Linked DNA regions of Bicyclus anynana: region 1 is linked to region 2. A link is a contact called in public Hi-C data. All regions are on one chromosome and are shown on one strand. Each heading gives the region's core, a stretch centred on a gene start, on an enhancer-like site or on the middle of the called end of the contact. The rest is flanking DNA. Distances are from core to core; before and after follow the strand shown.

What was found. Hi-C and Micro-C count contacts between places; a contact is called where the count stands out from the background.
Region 1: a Hi-C map of whole larva shows a contact between it and region 2, with 2.9 times the contacts expected there. The contact joins two enhancer-like sites. A contact is called at or near these places in 2 of 2 Hi-C or Micro-C datasets (whole body and whole larva).

Annotation. Positions count from the first base shown.
Region 1 is chrZ:6,281,054-6,286,711 of ilBicAnyn1.1, reverse strand. All of the region lies in intron 11 of LOC112048380, which reads right to left. Among protein-coding and RNA genes, the nearest start is that of LOC112053286, 27 kb to the left of the region's middle. Within about 2 kb of position 2,186, at least 8 of the 8 cell types and tissues checked have open chromatin away from gene starts, as enhancers often do.
Region 2 is chrZ:6,247,961-6,254,259 of ilBicAnyn1.1, reverse strand. All of the region lies in intron 9 of LOC112048380, which reads right to left. Among protein-coding and RNA genes, the nearest start is that of LOC112048380, 53 kb to the right of the region's middle. Within about 2 kb of position 4,284, at least 8 of the 8 cell types and tissues checked have open chromatin away from gene starts, as enhancers often do.

The sequences.
Region 1 (5,658 bases), core at 937-3,436, 35 kb before region 2:
AGAAACTATTTCTTAATAAATTAAATCAAGAGTGAAAGAGTAACAAACATCATACTTCCATCCTCACAATACATTCGCATATATTAGTATAGTAGAATTGAATTCAATATACATGTATTCATAACGACACCAATGGAAATCGTTAACTGTATGAAGAATAAATATTTCCTAAGTTTTCCTCATTTCCAACATTATAGTAACCGGTTTCATTTAATATTTTCGATGAGCAATACAAATAAGAGTCAAGTTAACACTATTGTATGGACGATAGGCAAAAAAGTTACATGATAATAATGACTTGTTTTTTGGCGATTACTTAAAACAAACCGACCTTCATCATACAAATACGTTTATTTCAAGTAGGTTTGAAGTAGGATTGACCTGGGGCAGCATGCTACTCCAACTTTTCAATTAATTGTGTGCATTTTAAGAAATTAAAAATCACGTGTCTCAAACGGTGAATGAAAAACATCGTGAAGTATCTTTTTAAGATATTTTTTTTAATTTTCTGCGTGTGTGAAGTCTGTCAATCCGCATTGGGCCAGCGTGGTGGACTATTGGCCTAACCGCTCTCATTCTGAGAGGAGGCTCGAGCTCGGCAGTGAACCGAATATGGGTTGATAATGATGAAGTAGGTTTGGTAAGGTTTAGATAAGCCATCTAGGATAGGTCCTAGATGGCTATTTACTCGATCATTGATCAGCCGGCCTATTCACTAACTTTGAATAACATTAGTGGATATACACAGAATTGACCAACTGGCTATTGTTAGTAATTGTTAAGTGATTTCGTATTCACTTTTTATTCAATACTAACTGATCAAAATTGAGATTACTTACAGGCAAAATTTTCATACGGTTGAGTATGAGTAGTTGGTAGTGATTTTCGTTCGGGCTTTACGGAATACGAAAAATGTTACGGTTGTTATTGATTTATGTTAATTATAGGTGGCTAACATACGGTAAAGTTAGTGTATAGGTCGGCAGATTGAAAAGATGAAAATGATTATGAATTCGACCATCTTAATTATTGATGCGAGAACATCTGTTGTTTATTTATTTACGTTCACAAGTATTCGCATTGAAGCTAAGGTCATGACGTCAGAGAGAGCCTCGTACAACGTAAGATTGAATGTAGGCAATACTCACTCGAAGAGTCTATAATTATATTTAGTTGGCTCTTATTAGACTAACTCGTGGCGACAAGGAAATCGGAACAACAAACATTTGTCATGTCAAACACTGTATCTAAAAAACACCAATACTTACTATTAAATAAAAAAAAGTGTTTCTTGTATTTTTGAGTCTTAAATTGTTTTATTTAAATGCCGGTATATGTAAATATATAGAATCTTATTTATGGGTGATACACTATATCTGGACATACAGTGTATGGTCACGTACGTACCCATTCCATATCCTCTGTCCAAAGTACGTAGCTAACTACTGTGAAAATTGTATTTTGCAAAAGTGAGAAATTAATAAAATTTTGAACATCTTTACCATAAATAATACAATAGGTGCCTTGTAATGATTAAAAATATTTTACCGATTACCGATACCGACCGAAAAAGAACACACCTAGTCCACTGGACGCTTACCGTGCTGTTGTCGATATACTCGTATTGTACTTACTATTAGGCTACATAATACCTGCCACGAATACACTCGAATTCTTTTTCCCTAATTTATTATAAGTAATTAACACATACTTATAATTTAAGATCAATACGGTAAATCACTACATAAGCTTCCGATGAATGAACGATGTATTGAGATATTTATCAACAAAACAAGAGTAACGCTTGAAACAATGTAACGGAGGAAAAAAAACGGGTATATAAACTATAAACTATAAACGTAACGCGGCGTGGGAGATGTAAACAACTGAACAAACCGACCACCTTCTATTAGCCAGTCGGCGAGGAACGCTTTCCACGCTCGGCCGACAGCCTCGAACTCTTTGATGAGTTCGATGGAGTAGACAGACTCTTCGTCGTCTTCTACGACGAGAGCGGGATTGTCGGAGAAGTAGTGTAGGCGCAGCATGCGCGGGGCGCGGGCGGCGCATCGCCCGTCGCTCGCTGCGGCCCGCGGCCCGCCGCGCCTCCCAGGGCTGCTCCCTGCTAATTATACACGAGCCGCACGCGCACTCGCTCCGCGCCGCGATCGTCCCTCGTCACTGAGTCGACCCGGGCGTGTCGGCCGCCCGCCGTGGACGCGTCGGCGCGCGCGCAATCCTAATGCTCGCCGCACCGCGTCGGCGCGCGCGCAGACCTAACGCTCGCAACACTGCGTCGGCCCACGCCCAGCCTGCCGTGCCGGGGAGACGCGACTACATCGCAGTTCGCACCCGACACTCTACCACTCTCATGTGTATACTGTATATTTCACTACGCTAAATATAGTCTGCACCTGATCCAATTATATCACGAACTCAGTGTCAGTAACTTAATCTATAACAATAACGTAATATATAAAAACGTGCGAGTACCTATATGCATAATCACTGTACTGAATGATCGAACGGTGTTTCGGTGAGCGAGGTGTCTGCATGTATATCTAAAATGATGGTCATTCGTAGTTCTTATCTTATATATAAACATAATTAATTGAAGAACTTTTTGCACAACAAACATGAAGTGACTTTGGTTGAACATTTTGTTCGGAGATGAAGAAACAACATCTGATTACATTAATAATTTAAAAACTCTTTATATTGCAATCGATATTTTTCCAATTAGCATAACAACCACACAAACACAATGTAATGAAAAGTAAATATAAAGATAAAGTAACCAACACGATCGAATATATAAAAACAATGAGTTGCGCTTTGTGGTTTACGATATTTCTTCAATAAATTTTAATTTGCTATTGTTATAGTTTTTATCTTAATGCTACTTCACACTTGCGTTGCCCCAGTGATTGTCCAATAATAATAAATACCTACATTCGTAATATATATGTTCGGAGTTATAATTTAGCTATAATTCCCAAGTCTGTGATTTCTGAATCATATAGCTAAATCTTCAAAACAAGAGTGAAAACAACCTTCTAGGAAAGCGTATCCCATCTTTAGACAGTATCTACACTTACGGTTAGGTTAGATGATGGTCAAACGCGAGCTTATTCGAAAAAAAAATAAAAGCAAGAAATAATCATTTCATTGTATTATATATATATATAAGTGACAGTTAATAAAACAAATAACACTTTGTCCCCTATAATTCTATAGATAAATACCGGAACTTCGAAGAAACGGAATCAAACACCCACGCGGTGAAAAAATAAACATTGTTAACTACAATATTGCACTGAAAGAGTGTTTTGTTGTAGTTCCTTGAATTATGAAACTTCTTCAATCTAATAAACATTTTATTTGCGACAATGCAATAATGCACTGGAAACGTTTAAACATGTTTATCAAGTCAAACATTTCCCAATTTAATTTGACAAAATGTCACATTTTCAAGATATTTTAGACTCTTTTAGCCATATTTATAAACATGGATTAAAATTTCTACCTCTATGTTATTCAAAGTAAAGTAGATTAAATTGAGATTTAAATCTAAATCGATGTTCATAAATATGGTCGTTTCAAATTAATCTCACAGATTAATAGAGTAACAACAAGTTGATAAAGTGCCGTCAAGTGTATATAACTTTTTGTATTTTGTAACAGTTTTAAAAGGAAAATAAACTAACACAGTACCTCCGAGATATGTCAGCCGCTTTTCCTGTACAATCCGGTAGCGCATCCTTTAAAAACTACACTTTGCAACAGCAAGTAACAAAAAACAAAACGAACAATTCGCCACGTGAAACGATCAATAAAGTGACCAACAATGAAAGAATTTATTTAGTGATGCGACAATGAAAAGATTGCATTGATACTGGGAGATTAGTTTGAATGAGTTAATACTTGTTGATATTCGCGCTGCAACCTCTTTTTCCTTACAATTCAATCAATACATTTAAATAAAATTTAATTGTATTTATATACATATGTATCATCATCATTATCATATCAGCCACTGCAGGACATAAGACTTTTTGTAGGGACTTCCAAACATCCTGAGTCACCTGCATCCAGCGAATCTCTGCCACTCGCTCTGTCGTCATTCCACCTGCGGGGGTCGACCAATGCGCTTTATAGTGCGTGGTCTATTTATATACACATTTATAAACATGAATTTAAATGTACTATATATACTTTAATTTTATTTATATGTTTTGATGATGATGATATGATACGATATGATATGATTATATGATATGGGGTCTACTTATAACATGTAGTGTCTTCAATCTATGACGGCACGCGACAGCATGTGCCGGATCCAGCTATTACAAAACAATATTTACAAATGCGATAGAAGTTTTGATCGTTCGTTTTATAAATATTATCAAACACATCACTAGCCGAATGAATGATAAATCGAGTTTATCGTATCGCAGTAGTCGTAAACATTAGACACAATCAGCCGACTGTCAACATAACATTTACCAACAGATAATAATAAAAACTGGTCAAGTGCGTGTCGGGCCCCGCGCAGTGTAGGGTTTCGTAGGTTAAGTTAGCACTTTAATCCTTTATGTAATGAACAAAAATACCGGTAACGATACCCCACACCATGGGATAGGCGATTAGTTTTTTTTTCAAATTAGTTTTTTCTAATTTTCTTTTTATCACTTTATCGAAGTTATTAATAAACACCAAATTTCAGCGTTCTATTTTTAACAGACTCTGAGTTATCTTACTGACAACGTAATTTTTTTTAATTAAATTTTTAATTTCCAATTACGTTTTTAAATTGGTCGACTATTATTACTCTTTAAAATAGCAATTGCTACTTATGAAAGAAGGAAACAAGAAAGTTAAGCGGAAAATTAAACAAACCAAGAAAACTTAGCGACAGTGTTATCTTTTTTAATGTAACATTACGGCTTTTGTTTTGACAATGAAAATGGGTATGATGACTAGGTTTGAATATATTGATTTTTATAATAAATTCGGGTAAATAAGGTCAATGTTAACTAATTTATACAAAGCAAAGATTGACTGGATATATGCAAAATAAATAAGATTATAAAATTTCAAAATCTATTAAAAATCTTTTATCGTAATTAGATGAAAATTCATACAGTTTTAGCTTCCTTACATTAAGTGTCATTTTTTAATATATAAACTATAAACATAAACTCAGAAATAACAAAGATATTAGTAATTTTGTTTAAACGCCCATACAAATCTAACGATCATTTATTGCCTACGACGTCATTAGTTCGTACCATACGAAAAACGCCCCATACCATTTTGTATGGGGCGTTTTTCAGGGATCCGCGGCAGCGCCGCAAATCTGACCCTTTACATCCTGTAACTCCGAAAGTAATGATCGCAGATACCCTGTTACTTTTACAAAATTGCTTTACTATTAGCATACTCTTAATTTATATACAGTTTAAAAAACTGTCATCATCCCTATTGTTTTAGTGTAAGGTTTGACAGTATTGGCTTTTAAAGTACTACTGTAAATCTTAAATCACTCGAATCCAATCGTTACAAAGATTATAGCATTTTACAATAATATAAGTAGATATATATATGTTTACTCAAAAATGTATTTAATATACGTTGTAATAAAACGTGTAATCT
Region 2 (6,299 bases), core at 3,035-5,534:
CAAATCGCTTCAGAAGCCGCAGCGTAACACATAATAGTTTTCCTAACAGTGATAGCCGTAGAGGGGAATTTTGGGATTTGCTCAGCGCGAAATCCTTTCATGCTGTTGACTACCTCCACGTACTTGAGTGTAACCTAAGGAAATGGAAAGGTTACAAAATACTTCGCCAAATTGTGTTTCTGTTTTCGAAACATTAGCGTGTCTACTTTGAATCTTGCAAGGACCACGTCCTCTAAAATAATGCCTTGAGTACGTTACCCCATAACGTTTCGTAACGGATTGTGTAAGTCCCATGTGCTTATTGGTGGGACCTCAGCGACGTCACTGGTGGGTTTGGAGCGAGCGCAGAAGCATTGCCTGATGAGGCCCGAAGGCAGAAGCAGAATAAAAAATTGCAAAACGACTCTCCTCTGAGACTCGGACCTCGGCTTATACGGTCGTTCGTGAAGGGTATTTTGGCCCAAAAAATCAGGGTTGTCGGCTGTAATGCCGTATTTTTTTTTTGGAAGACTAGATCTACAATCAGCGTTGGAATCGGGGGTGTAGTTGCTAGCCTCAACCACTAGTTGGTTGAGGTGGGTGGTGGCTCTCTGAAAATAAGTTTTTAAGAGCTGTTTAACATATTGGGCTATTGCAGGGAGATCTAGGTCTCTATGTAAGACGTTATTGCGTACAAATCACGGAGCGCCCGTGCCGCATGATTCGGTTCTGAAGTACCTGGAGGGGTTTTAGAGTCTATAGAGAGTAGAGGGATAATTTGCTTTTAGCCAAAAGGCAAAAATCTTAGAACAAAGACGACCGATCACATAAGCATGATGGTAGAACTTACAAGTGGGCATGACTAGACACAGAAAGCTCTACTACGAATATCATTAAAGTCCGACATACTCGTAGTTAGTCACAAGCTAAAGTGGCAACGGCAAGGCACATAATTCGAAGAGCGTATGGATGTTGGGGACCCAGAGCTGGAATGACGCCGCTGTTAGCGCAGTACTGGTCGACCCCCCTTTAAGTGGACCGACGTATCGAGGGGGTTACAGGAAGCCGCTGGATGCAGGCGGTTTAAAACCGTGATGCTTGAAAGTCCTAACAAGAGGTCACAGAGAATTCATTGAAAGTGATGATGATTACTACTACTACTACTAATTCTTATCCAATCAATTTATTTAACAGTTTATTTAAGACTTAAATGAAAAAAATCAGCAGTTATTCGCGGCTTATCGTTTACAATTTTCAAGATAAAGTTTAAATTTTAAATTAATATCTTGAATCATTTCACCGATGTAAATCTACGATTCACAATGTTAATGAATTTAAAACAAATTACTTATTTACAAGACATTTGCATATCAATGATCGATGTAATTTCAATACTAAACATATTATAAATCCTAAAATCTTATAATCTCTCTATGATAACAGTATAGATTTATTACTAATATCGTAAACAGATAAAGTTTGTGAGTTTTTGTTATAGTTTGTAATTAGTGAGGGATCTACTGAAACGATTTTGAAAATTATTTTACAATTAAAAATCTGCGTTATTGTGAGTGACAAAGGCTATTTTATTCCCGTATTCCTACAGAAACGAGAACTACGCAGGTGAAACTGTGAGGTGTACACGCTAGTGTAAAATAAATGTATTAGATACATTTCCAAATCGCTAAGCTTTTACACATGATATAGATATGAAGGTGCAATGACATTAATGTACCTGGGGTGGGTTTGAATATTATTAATTCTACTTGTTGTTTGAAGATGAAAGCCGATCCAATGCCTCTAAGCAAGTTTGGAGGTAAGTGGATCGGCTTTCATCTTCATAAAAGAAGCAGGATTAATATTATGTCATAATAAATCTATACTAATATTATAAAGATTATAAAGAGGAAAACTTTGTTTGTTTGTTTGTTTGATTGTAATGGATAGGCTCAAAAACTACTGGACCGATTTTAAAAATTCTTTCAACATTCGAAAGCTACATTATCCACAAGTAACATAGGCTAAATTTTATTTCGGAAAAAAATAGGGTTCCGTAAGATATTTGGGTTTTTCGGACACAAGGTGTAAAAAATCAACCAGAAAAGTAGGGTAGGGGTAGGGTAGGGGTAGGATAGGGGTAGTTGAAAGTTTACATCGAGTTTCACGCGGACGAAGTCGCTGGCGTCGGCTAGTTAATCAATAAATACATACAAATAAAATAAAAGGATCTGTTTGTGATGTCAAAATAACTGTGTTTTCTCAAGCACCTATGGTAGTTTATTATTTACACGATACTAAAACACAATCAAGTTATTTTTTAATGTATGTCTGTTTGTTTAGAACGGACTATTCTTTGGAACTGTTGGACCGATAGTAATGGAACTTTCACTGGAAGATAGAGGTTACATAGCAACATACTTTAATCCAGGAAAATAGACGGTTCCCGCGGTATTGGTGAAATACTGAATTTCACGCGAAGGTTGTACGAAGTAGCGGGCGTCTGCTAGTAATCCATAGGTACTAATATTATAAATGTGAGAGCGAAGAATTGGCTGATTTTTAAGAGGAGATAGTTGGAAAGGATGGAGAGTGACATAGGCTACTTTTTGTCTCTTTCTAAACCCCCACTTCCCTAAAATGGTGGGTGGAAGTTTGTATGGGGCATTTGTAGGGTATGGTAGGGTAGGGTAAGGCAGCAAGATGCGCACATTAGTTAAAGCAAAGCTAGACGGGGGCCGCTAGTTTACATATGAATGACGTTTCGAAAGTGCTTGTAAGTATACCTAATTAAAACAAATGAATTTTGAGTTTGAGTTTGATGATTTTTTAATTTTAAATATATTTAATAAATGATGTAGCAGTAAACTAGCCTTTTATTAAATATGCTAGTAGCCTATTTAAATAAAACAAATTTGATTGGATTACAAAACAAAGGTAACACGTTCTGTACCCTGAAAATTTAACACAATAGGTAGGTAGTAGGTACATTAAATTTAATCCCAAGCAACTCTTTTAATTATTATATTTATTACCTAGGTACTCGTATGCAAATCTAAAACTTTTTTTTTTGGATACTTATGTTTGATACCCTATCAAACATTTAAGTATACCAAAATATAGTTTCTAGGAATAGACTGATAGCCAGACTAAACTCGATGAATACTTTTGTTTTAATTAGGGACTAAATTAGCTACCTAGTCCCTCATCAAAAAGAAATGTACAAATACAAATACCTAATTGGACCCGTTTACTTTTTGGAAAAGGTGAATCTTGGAACAGTGAAATATTACGATCAAGAAGAAATGAAATAATCGCTTTCAGGTAGGTATTTCTGTAGTGGATATTTCGTTATTATCATTTATAGGTAGGAATTATCATAATTACTCCTATGATTTATTATAATATATGACATTTAACATGAGTAACTTCTATAAATAAAAATAACTAGTCACTTTATATTGATATGCATAATGTACTGATTGTCGTCAAAATAAAAACTTTATAATTTGTTTGTAACTGCCACTTACCTACACGTATGTAAATTTAAAACACCTTCATGACCTATTTCGGTCAGTCATTTGCAATTAAATACTTAGTTACTATTTCAATTTCAATGAAATAATTATAATAGATAGGTACATACGTAAATAAAAATATTTTAGTAAAAAATATATAGTTTATGATTTAATTTATAATTATTTTAATAATCAAACTAGAAACTTCATATATTTTTTTTTAATATTTATTACTAGCAGACGCCTTGCTGTTTCAACCGCGTAGTTTCCGTTCCCGTAGGAATACAGGTATAAAATATAGCCTATGACACTCACAACTATGTATTTTTCTATTGGTAAATGAATTTTCTTAATCGGTTTAGTAGATCCAGATATTACCCCAACAAACTTTATAATATTTATGATATTTAGTATAGAGTTAATATGTAAAAATATGTTTAATCACAAAGTCACAAATGGCCGGTGCACTTTATCGTGTTTATTATTATGTAATCCAAACTGATTTCCTTATAAATTATAACGTGTGGAAGATTAAAATTTTGCACCTATATTACGGAGTTGTTTATTTCCAATGGCATTGCGCCAAATTATCACAAAACGCACATGTGCTCAAGCCAAAACGTAAACACACCACATTAGATCGAGATCCGATTGAACGGCGCAACTATGAAAATCCAAAGAAGAACTTAAGATGACACAGTATGCGGCTGCATTGTTTATATGCATCTATATGTCATTTATCGTTATTATTCACGTGTTTTGTAACAGCATGCGCGACGCGACATACTCTCGCGGCGACCGTGGCAATACTAACTTGAGTAAAATAAATAAGCAAAGAGTGGCGAACGAGAGGGCAGCAGAGAGGCGTGAGGCAACTTTCAGTCGCATGCCGCACACGCGACAGTTCCGATGCAAGTTAGGCGCTACTTTTCGATCAACAGATACTTCCGATGCACACTGTAGTCAACATAGCAACAATAACTTGTTTAAAGCGTTCATTATCTTTTTATATAGACTAAGAGCCAGTGGTGGCGAGACCTTCCTTTTACTATAACAGTTAAAAATTAATGATTTTAAACTTATTTCGTGGTTGTTCGTTACGAATATTATTTAAACGGGTACATACCACGAGAAATAAATGAATTTTGATTTTTTTAAATAAAACGACGAGATTTTTGATGTCGATATTTCGACCCAGTACTATAGATCGGGGTCACGACGGGACTGAAGTTAGCGAGATGCGAACTTGACAGCAGCTGTAAAGGTTGCAGAATTGATCTACCCTCTATCTTGTTATTTTTTCTCTTTTTTATATCAAACTAGCCAGCGAGTGGACTCCGGTGGTAGAATTATGCAAACCAAGAGGGCGCCGCGAAAAACCTAATAGCAAAAAAAATGTCGTGAGTGTGTTTTGCCTAAACAGCACTAAACACTGAAAGATTTTTTCAAATAGGACCAGTAGTTCCTGAGATTAGCGCGTTCAAGGATTTTTGTATTCACTCTAGCGCGGCAGATGAACATGAGGAAGTATACCTTGCATGTCGTTGAGGACCTCCACCATTATTATGAGTCCTTCATATATACGTCTAACACATTTATTTATAATTGTGCCTACGCAAACAACTGTCATTTTCGTTCAACTAAGCCTACGTGCACACGGCATTATCTTGCCGGTTTTTCAAACTTTTAAAACAAAAGGTTACGTTTTTCGCGCGTATCCTGTTTATAGGCTTGCGCTTGACTACAATCATCCCTGATGGAAAGCAATGGTGAGGTCTAGGATGGAACGCGCTTACCTAGAAAGTGCTTAGAAAATGCCTATTCACTCTTGCCTTGTAGGTGTTTAGATTGCAGACGGCAGGAAACAGACGCCGGAAGGGTGTTCCGCAGCTTAGCAGTTCAAATTAGAAACGTAGATAATAATTATGAGGAAAAGTTGAAAGTATGCGGAAGAGTTGAAAGCTCATACTCGTACACAATGGGGTGCTCTTCATAGTATATGCAATAATGTACTTTTTTTTTATTTTATTGTACAAAACAGAAAGTATTACCTACATTTATTTAGTTTACGTTCAAAATAAACCATCCCTACAAAGTTGACGTTTTAGTGAGGTTGGCGAGTTGATTAATACGCTAGTTATTTTATTTTATTACAACCTACCCTGAGGACTTTTTATGATTCTGTAGAGAAGGAATTTTCAATTTTGTATAATTTGTAAGTATAATGCGTACATTGTTTTATATAATAAATTAGTATAAAAAAGACAATAAAAAATTTATTATTTTTTTATTATTCTAGAAAATACATATTGAAATTAAGCCTAACCATATTGCGACATAAGACATACATTATCAGGGTTTAAAATGAACAAAAGATTTAAATGAAAAACAAAAATGTTGACTTTGACTTTGATATCAAAAATTATACTGAAAAAATATAAAATAATTACGCTTTCTACTCGGACGGTTAGGAGTTGGACCCTTGAACCGTGCTGCCTCCTAAAGCCTCCCCTGCTTTCACTCCGTGATTGCGTTTAAAAAATGGTAGGACTTTAGGAAGGTCTGGATATTACAGCCACAGTGAAAGTCCCTTATTCGCGCTTCCTTTATTCGCGTTTTCACTATTCGCGGATTAAAAAATTGCGACCCAAGTTCTTTATTCGCGGCTTTCATTATTCGCGGATCTGACTACCAAAAATAAGGTAAAATCTGCAAAACTAACATATTATAGCTTATATAAACTATTATAAGTTAGTTTTATATTAATATTCATTAATATTATTATAAATATTATACATATTATTT